Linked DNA regions of Mus musculus: all the other regions are linked to region 2. The links are chromatin contacts, called in public HiChIP or PLAC-seq and capture Hi-C maps. All regions are on one chromosome and are shown on one strand. Each heading gives the region's core, a stretch centred on a gene start, on an enhancer-like site or on the middle of the called end of the contact. The rest is flanking DNA. Distances are from core to core; before and after follow the strand shown.

Region 1 (2,700 bases), core at 44-2,543, 210 kb after region 2:
TACAAATACATACACACCTACACACACATACACATACATCATATATGCATACACAAAAAGATGCTGTATACAAGACATGCACACAAATGTGTACACACATTCATGCATACAACTTACACAAATATATACACTCGCATGCACACACATACATACACACACAAATACTGACTTATACACACATGTACACAAATACATAAATACACCCACACTCACACCAGGAAGGAGGAAGACACCAAGGCTGGAAGAGTTGCTGAGTTTTAGCACCTGATGGATAAATGTATTTACTAGTTTCTAACACCTGGAGTCTTCTCTTCCCAGTTCCTGGACGCATCTGAGCCTTACTTTAAACATGTACTAGTACTGTCTCCCTGGGTTATCAGATAAGACACTGAGATGTTAAGGCAGGCAGTTGAAGTACTGACTTATCTTGTCCCTTCATCTCTTCCCTCTTTTCTCTTTCAGTCTCCCAGTCTCCCAGTCTCCGCTTGTGTTTCCAGGCAGTGGGGATGGTTTCCTGCTGTTACAGCTTGGGATGTAGTGAAGAGCAGCATCAGGATCTGAATGGAGTCCTCCTGAGTTGGCTGACCAGGAGCTGGTGAATCCTTTGCAGGCTGTGGTGTGGAGTGACCACATCTGGAAGCTTCTCTCTCATGTACCTCCAGAGGCTCGCTCCTCAGATCTGTCACTCACCTACCTACCTTCATCTGGCCCTCCCCTGCTGTCCTTCAGAGTCTTCTTTTGATCACACCACCTGGGACTACCCACCACTGTCCTCTGGGTGTAGAAATGGTGCCTGTCTTAATCCACTGTCAACCAACCCACCGTCACATGTCATCCTAGCCCCAAGGCCCAAACGCTTACTCTCATGAATAAACAGTGAAAAGAGTGATTATTAAGAGATAAGGAAAACAGGAAGTGCTTGTTAAAGCTCGAAGCATGCACAGCATGACAGCCCACCCCTCCCGCGGCACCGCTGCCATTTGCCACCAACTCCCTGTGTGGTTGAGGAAGTGTGGCTGTGTCCTCGACCCCAAGGGGACTGTTGAGCATGGCCAGCCTGGAGCCAGTGGGGCGGGCCAAAGAGGCAGGGGAGAGGAGCTGCTGTATTCTGGGCACCGTGTCAAGGCCAGCTGCAGGGAGAACAAGAACTCGCTGTGGGCCTGCAGCTGGCCGCGGTTAGGCAGGGCAGTTCCTCACTTTCGGGGATATTTAAAAGACCCCCAGCCGAGGACAGTGCCAAGAGGGGGAGAGCACACAGATCTGTTTACCACACTCAGCTGGGAGCTCAGCCCCAGCTCCCAGGCAGCGAGCGCATTTATGTGTAAATTAGGAGATCTGGCAGCTCAGCTTCTCCCAGGTGTAGGTGGTGGCCGAGGCCCTTCATCACCTGGAGACACAGGCTCTTGGCCTTTGGACCTCTGTCCTGTGGCCAAGGTGGTACAAAGGTGCCTCCCACCGTGGTGTCAGTAACCCAGCAACCAGAAGGAGAGGCCTGCAGATGAGTCAAGTCGAGCCTTATGGAACCTCTGGCTTTGGGTTTTGTTTATGAACACTCCCTGTGAGCAGGCCTTCCTCTGCCACAGGCTTAATGCTCCTATCAGAGGAGTGGCCCAGCCTCATTTGAGGATCATGGCTCTCACAGAAGGTTCTACATCTGATTTTTAGGGGTGCGAATTGGGGTGGGGGTGGGGGCAGATGATAGGAGATTTTCTCACATGCCTGAATATGTTTTTCTAAAGGGTAAAGGCCCAAATTCCACGAGAAGGTGGGGTCATTAGCAAAGCATCCATGGACTGAAGCCCAGTAAGTAAAGACACGGGTGTGCCGAGAACCTAGGTCTCTAACAGGCGAGAGACAGGCTCCAAGCAGTCAGTGAGACAACTTGAGGAGCACAACCCTGCAGAAGTGGAGCAGGAAGCAGGCAAGGGGCACGCTAACAGGCAAACGGTCTGAGGCAGGCTGCTTGCTACAAGTGCTGGAAGTCTCAGGAAAACACAGCGCACCGTCGGCATGAGCTTCGTCATCGTGGGCCCAGCTCGAACTGACCATACGCGCAGCTCTTTGTTTTAAAAAGTAGTTTAAGGGGTGGAGAGATGGCTTAGTGGCTGAGGGCACCGACTGCTCTAGCAGTGGACCCAGATTCAATTCCCAGCACCCACCTGGTGGCTCACGACCATTTCTAACTCTAGGCCCAGGGAATCTCTAGCTCTCTTCTAATCTCCATGGGCACCAGCGTATTGTTTTAAAAGAAGAAAGAAAGGGGAGGGGGGGAAACCTGCTCAACATTTCAAGATGGTAGCAAAAGAGCTTTTCAGCTCCGAGGGAAATGTGTCACTGTATGGGCTACAGACCCATAGGACTGGGCGCAGACACTAGTTAGTCAGCTCCCTGAGGCAGCTGTTGGACCATGGAGAAAGAGCATCCTTCAGGAAGGATGTCCTGTCAACTCTCCACCCACAGGCACCTCCCCTCCCATGTTAGGTGGTAACCAACTATCTTTACCTCTGTCAGTGGAAACGCATGGTTGAGGGTCAGAATGACTATGGCTGTAAGGATCCCAGAACCCCACTTGCATAAGATACAAACAACAATTGAAGCCATCAGAGTGACGTTGTGTTGACATGGGAGGAGGAGGGCAGGATGCTCCACACAACATAGACTAGACTTTGGCTCATTTCTGAAAGACTCAAGAGGATGTGT
Region 2 (2,700 bases), core at 128-2,627:
TGACTGTGGGGCTGCAGGGGCTGCGCAGCTGTAGCTCCTGTCTGTGTCATTACAAGGGTCAAGCGCTTGGCCCTGATGGGATGGAAGGAGTCACCCAACAGCTACACATCTGTTGTCTGCAGTTAGGTCAGCCTCTTCTTTTTCTTCATTAATGTGTGTGGCAAAGACTGGGGAGACGATGCCTGCTCTTCCTGGCACGCAGCTGGGCCTCATTTCCTAGTACATTCTGCAGTGAACTGCAGCTGTGTAGCCGACTTACAGATGCTCCAGTTACGATCAGAAGTGATGCAGGAGCCGGGCGAGGGCAGTGCACATCTTTAATCCCAGCACTTGGGAGGCAGAGGCAGGCGGGGGCTCTGAGTTCGAGGCCAGCCTGGTCTACAGAGTGAGTTCCAGGACACTCAGGGCTACATAGAGAAACCCTGTCTCAAAAAGCCAAAACTGAACCAAAACAAACAAACAAACAAAAAAAAACCCCAGAAGTGATGCAGGATGCTTCTAGGCTTGTGCACAGCTCTTAGCTCTGTTGCAATGCTACTTCATCCTCACCATGTACTGATGCTCACAGAAAACTACATTTAGGGAATGGTGGCCCCAGCTACAGAAACTTCATGTCGAAGAACAGCCCCAACTCAAGAGATAAATAAATTAAATAAATAAACAAGCATATCTCTTTAAGGGGCTAACATGACGGTCTATTAGTTAAGAATGTGTGCTGTTCTTCCCAAGGAACCCAGTTAATTCCCAGCACCTGCACTGAGCAGCTTAGTCTACCCGTGACTCCAGAGCCCAGAACTTCGGATGCTTTGGACCTCCTCGGGAGGCACTTGCACTAAGGTGTTTGTGCACACGCACACAATTGAAAATGGTAAACATTAAAATATAAAAAAATCCCACAGATTAGAAATACCTACTTTGAACTTTATTTGAACCAGAAATGAATTTCCATACAACTAAGGGCAATTCACGTTGTGCCTGTTTTACAAAGAGGAAAAAGGGATCAGAAAGGTCAAGTAATTTGCATAATGTCACAAGGTTGAAAGTAACTATCCTGAGTGAGCCTGACTGTTCAACTCTCTAGCCCAAATCCTGTCCATGGCAATCTACTGCTTCCAGTGTGAGGGACTAGTTCCTCAGTGCCTACGCTGTGCTTTCTCTTCCTATTTAAATCACCCCTCTGTAGATTGGGGGTCTAAGTTGCAAACCTAACAGAGGAAAGAATCCAAGGATCCCATTCTATAGCAAACGGCATAGGAGGAAACCTGAGAGCCGGATAGGGCTGGCAGAGCTGGCTCAAGCTGCAGGGCCTGGGTTCAAGCTCAGGAACCTGGAAGTTCTAAAGAGTTTTTGATTTCTAATGACACTCCTGCTGATCCTCTGTGTCCCTCCCATCTGGGCTCAGAGGTGACCTCTATGAGCTGCCCAGAGAGGCCCCAGTTACCTCTTTGTTCAACAATGGCCGAGATAACAAAAGGAAATCAGATGCAGGTGAAAGTTTATTTTTAACATTTCTGAGGCCAATGGGGGGATTTAACAGGAAAATCGGAGCTTTTCTGCTGTCTCTCTCCAAAAGTGGCTCTCATGCTTTTGGCTAGCCTGGACTCCAGTGTGCTTGGATCTTATCCAGGGGCTGATGGGGGACAGGGTAGACAGTGTAGTCTTTCTGGGCCTTCTTTTGGCAAGAAATAGACATTTGGGAGCTGGGAATGCAGCTCAGTTGTTAGAGTGCATGATTGCCCATGCTAGAGTGCATGCCCATGTTAGAGTGCATGATTGCCCAAGGTTATCCTTGGCTATACAATGATTTTGAGGCCAGCATCAGCTATGCTGGGGGGAGGGGAGGAGAGATTTCTTTGTTTGAAGTTGGAGTTCAGCTTGCCTTCCCTGGCTGTGATCAACAGCTCTGGAAGCCCAGCTGCTCAGGACATCTCATATACATACCATCCCTTTACCCTTCCATCAAACGGGACTGACACTTGAACAAATGTGTGGTAAAGGGGATGTTTGTTGGGCTCAAGGACATGTGGCTTTAGTTACAGTTGGGGAGGTTGAGGCAGGAGGCAGGAGGGCTGCAAGTTATGTGTAGTCTGCTTAAGAAAAAAACAACAAAAACCCACCACCCACCCAAACAAACAACAAAACACAAGGGAAAAGACTGTTCTGTGAAACCCTTAGCCCATCGTCTCAGCTCTATGGTTCTCTGACTAGCAGGCTCACCACCTTCCGGTTGGAGAAATTGGTAGTTCCTGACTTCCTGTCCTGGCTAATAGCACTTCCTCCACGTACCCAGCATTCCCCACTTTCCTCGATAGCAGCTCCTAAAATTCAACAAGGGTCAACTCAAGGCCGAATCTCTCACAGGGCACCTTGTTCTGTTTTCTGGTTGTTTTGGCTTCTCTTCCTTCTCCTGCTCCTCCTCCTCCTCTTCCTGTCCCTTTGAGATAGTGTCTCACTATGTAGCCATAGCTGACCTAAAATCTGCTCTGTGGACTCAGGTGGCCTTGAACTTGTAACTAACCTGCTTCCTCCTGTGCTGTGACCAAATTCTCAAGCCACCACACCCAGCCTGTTTTCTCACTGTAAACAAATTTTAATTCTTTGAAACTTTCATACAATTATTTGATTATATTCATACTCTACTCCTGCCCCCTAACTTCCGATCCATTTTACTTTTAGTGATCTGTTGACTTCAAGCTGTGT
Region 3 (2,700 bases), core at 161-2,660, 250 kb after region 2:
GCAACAACACAAAGCATCCCTAATATTTGGACTCCTCTCAGACTCTCCTGACTGCTGTCTCTAATACTACACCTCCTTAAGAGAGGTTCACTTAATTATCTGGGTCTTTATTTTCTCCTCTGAGGGCCCCCTGCCATGGGGAGCGAGACCCCATTTTCCCTGGGAGCATGAAGCCGGAAGAGCAGGACCTGGGGTCCACTGACCTTCTGGTGAGTCTGTGGGTATAATTCAGAGGTTTGTGAACTTGGAAGAGAAAATATAATGTTAATATCTTCTCTGATCTCTAACTGACACTTAGCATTTCTTTCAATTATGAATGTAGACAGCAGACCACAGAGGCTTCAATAGCACCTGCAACTTTGTCACAGTGAATATAACAGCTGTTTCAACACTTCAGTTAGGCTGTACTGTAGGTTCCATGCTATCATTTCTGGAGCTTGTGGCTTTCAGTTTACAGTCATTATTGAACCTGACTATGGGTATTGTTGTTTAGTGTGTTGAGAGAAGACATTCTCTTATGTACCACAAATTTGTCTTTTTAGTTTTGGGTAACCACTTCTCAACATAATTAGCTTCACTGGAAATCACATATTATTTCATATTATGCTTTAGAAAAAAATTATTTTAGATGGAGTTCATACTCTACCAGATTGTGACTGGAGTCCCTGGCAGAAAAAGTCAAGAACCCTTGCTTTGGGGGAAAATGTGACCGATGGACACCTTGAGGTGCCGTTATGTCTCTCTTCCCAGACAGATGGTCTGAGGAGTCCCAGGGGCGCTCTGAGCACGGATGCCTATGTTGGCAAGTCACTATTCTCTCTCCCTTCTCTTGCAGAACCCTACTCCAGGCAGTACATTCTGAGTAGAGGCTCCCGTCAGCTGGACGGCCTGTCTGCGTACAGATAAACAGGCACATTGAAGGTGCTCTGGGCTCAGCAGCCCTGGAAGTAGGCCCTGAGCTTGTCACCCACAGGAAAACCAATCAAAGGCCGAGAAGGCTGTGCTCCTAAAATACCCTAGGAGAGAGCAGGGCCGAAAAGGCACTTGATGTTTTGGTACATGGCGGTGCTATCCGGCAGTAACTGGCAGTAACCAGCAGTAACCGGTTGACACGTGGCTATGTGGCAACTGGGAGAGTCTGGACCGACTTCTGAGTAAATTTTACAGATTGGTGAATGTGCACCTGTGTGTCGTTCTCCTTTTAACTGGGTCTCGTGCTTCCATTTCTATAAATAATCTCCGTGCCAGACAACGGAAAGACAGGGACAGGTTCCATTTTTAGACACCTTACTCCAGCCCCCTTGGAGGAATCTCAATGACTCTAGAGTAGAAATGCAGGTCAGGAGGTGTAAAAGCTCAGATCAGACGTGGAAGTTGGTGCTGGCAGAGCTGCCAGCAGGTGGCACTAGGGCACCACCTATGACTGGCTAAATGGCATCAAGGCCAGCTCCACCCACCAGACCTTCAGATGAGCCATCTATGTCCTGCCCCCTCCCCTCTAACAGCTCTTTCTGTCTGGCTAGGGGTCAGGGAGGTGGGAGAAGGGTTAGGAGATCTGTAATCTCTGCAAAGCTGGGTAATTCAGGGAAAGAATGTTTCAATGACAGAAATGCTCCCATAGCAAAAGACATGACAGACTTGGAGTGACATCATTACACACTACGACGATATCAGCCAAGAGCCTTGCAAGTAAGTCCAAGGAAGTCAGCAGTGTGACCTCCCTGTCCGTCCAATGACTGGGTCATAGTTTCCCTCTGACATCAACACCTCCTTCAGAGACAAGGTAGACAGGGCAACTTCCTAAATAAGAACCAGGGCCAAGGTGAGGGGTAGGCAGAAAAAGCCAGGAGACAAAGAAAGGTGTTTTCTTCAGAGACCAAAGCAGGGCAGAGTGAAGACGACTGTCCATACCCTGGTGTAGGTCCCCCATTGTCCAGGTTGAAAACTTGTTCGGGGTTGAGCAGGTAGTGAAATTTCCGAAGAATTCTACAGGGGAAAAAACACAATAGAGGCGAGAAATGGTAAGGTAGTAGTCACATGGGGGCAAATACCTTTGGACCCATCTGTGGTGAAATCTGCCAGTTGTTTAAACCTAAGACAGGGAGTGATGGGTGCAGACCCGCTATCCCAGTACACCTAGCATCCCCATATCCTTCCCTCTGGCCAAAAGCTGCCCCTCCATCTGACTCCAGCCCCACCCTATGGACTGCTTATTGCTATGGGAGAGAATAGGACTGCTGTCCTACATAGTTTCCTTCCTGTTAGAGACCTCTGGGTATTCTGCATGGTTTAAGTAGGGTGATTTCATCTATTGTTGACTGTCCAGAGGTGCTGAAGGCCCCCAAGGAGTGGGCCCAGCATCCTCATAAGAGTACATGCAGGAGGAGGTGGGGCTGGAGGCAATGGCTATGTCTGGGTTTGGTTTCTAGGCTCTACCTTGAGACTAGCTCAGGCTAGAGGTGGGGTCCTCATAGTACTTGGCCCTACCTAATTTTATTTTTTCTAAGCCTGAAATCCTGCTCTCTGTACCATCTGCTCATTTCCCAGACTGAGCAGGCCTGGGAGGCAGAGTGCTTCTGTCTGCCCCCCATGTCTTCCCACCCCGCTGAGCTTACTCCAGTTTCGCCCAAACCTGCGTTTCCTTCACTGATACGGTGGGGTTGGGGCTAGGCCAGGTAGTCCTAAGCAGGTGAACCTCAC

The links. HiChIP or PLAC-seq counts read pairs in DNA pulled down with a chosen protein or histone mark. Capture Hi-C pulls out chosen DNA fragments and counts their contacts.
Region 1: a capture Hi-C map of embryonic stem cells shows a contact between it and region 2, with 4 times the contacts expected there. The contact joins two enhancer-like sites. A contact is called at or near these places in 1 of 39 promoter capture datasets (cranial neural crest), 2 of 484 Hi-C or Micro-C datasets (bone marrow-derived macrophages and granulocytes), 8 of 115 datasets of contacts at active chromatin or transcription factors (the 230-238 cell line, VIP interneurons, acute myeloid leukemia and 3 more) and 2 of 9 other capture datasets (embryonic stem cells and macrophages).
Region 3: a contact with region 2 is called in an H3K27ac HiChIP or PLAC-seq map of embryonic stem cells, with 14 times the contacts expected there. The contact joins two enhancer-like sites. A contact is called at or near these places in 2 of 39 promoter capture datasets (both in embryonic stem cells), 8 of 15 datasets of contacts at CTCF or cohesin (the NIH/3T3 cell line, embryonic stem cells, hippocampal excitatory neurons and 3 more), 262 of 484 Hi-C or Micro-C datasets (the 4T1 cell line, the 63-12 cell line, 8-cell embryo and 130 more), 24 of 115 datasets of contacts at active chromatin or transcription factors (the HPC-7 cell line, PVALB interneurons, T-cell acute lymphoblastic leukemia and 12 more) and 2 of 9 other capture datasets (embryonic stem cells and liver).

What each region holds. Positions count from the first base shown.
Region 1 is chr16:22,516,783-22,519,482 of GRCm38.p6, forward strand. The region is part of intron 21 of Dgkg (diacylglycerol kinase, gamma); the gene reads right to left. It overlaps 9230117E06Rik (RIKEN cDNA 9230117E06 gene), which reads left to right. Exons shown (of 2, transcript NR_130988.1): 2 at 463-903. Among named protein-coding and RNA genes, the nearest start is that of 9230117E06Rik, 6.7 kb to the left of the region's middle. Within about 2 kb of position 1,294, at least 165 of the 459 cell types and tissues checked have an H3K27ac peak or open chromatin away from gene starts, as enhancers often do. A contact at or near this core is called in embryonic stem cells, where this site is marked.
Region 2 is chr16:22,311,509-22,314,208 of GRCm38.p6, forward strand. No RefSeq gene overlaps it. Among named protein-coding and RNA genes, the nearest start is that of Tra2b, 47 kb to the left of the region's middle. Within about 2 kb of position 1,378, at least 8 of the 459 cell types and tissues checked have an H3K27ac peak or open chromatin away from gene starts, as enhancers often do. A contact at or near this core is called in embryonic stem cells, where this site is marked.
Region 3 is chr16:22,563,376-22,566,075 of GRCm38.p6, forward strand. It overlaps Dgkg (diacylglycerol kinase, gamma), which reads right to left. Exons shown (of 25, transcript NM_138650.2): 16 at 1,912-1,986. Among named protein-coding and RNA genes, the nearest start is that of Gm41433, 20 kb to the right of the region's middle. Within about 2 kb of position 1,411, at least 21 of the 459 cell types and tissues checked have an H3K27ac peak or open chromatin away from gene starts, as enhancers often do. A contact at or near this core is called in embryonic stem cells, where this site is marked.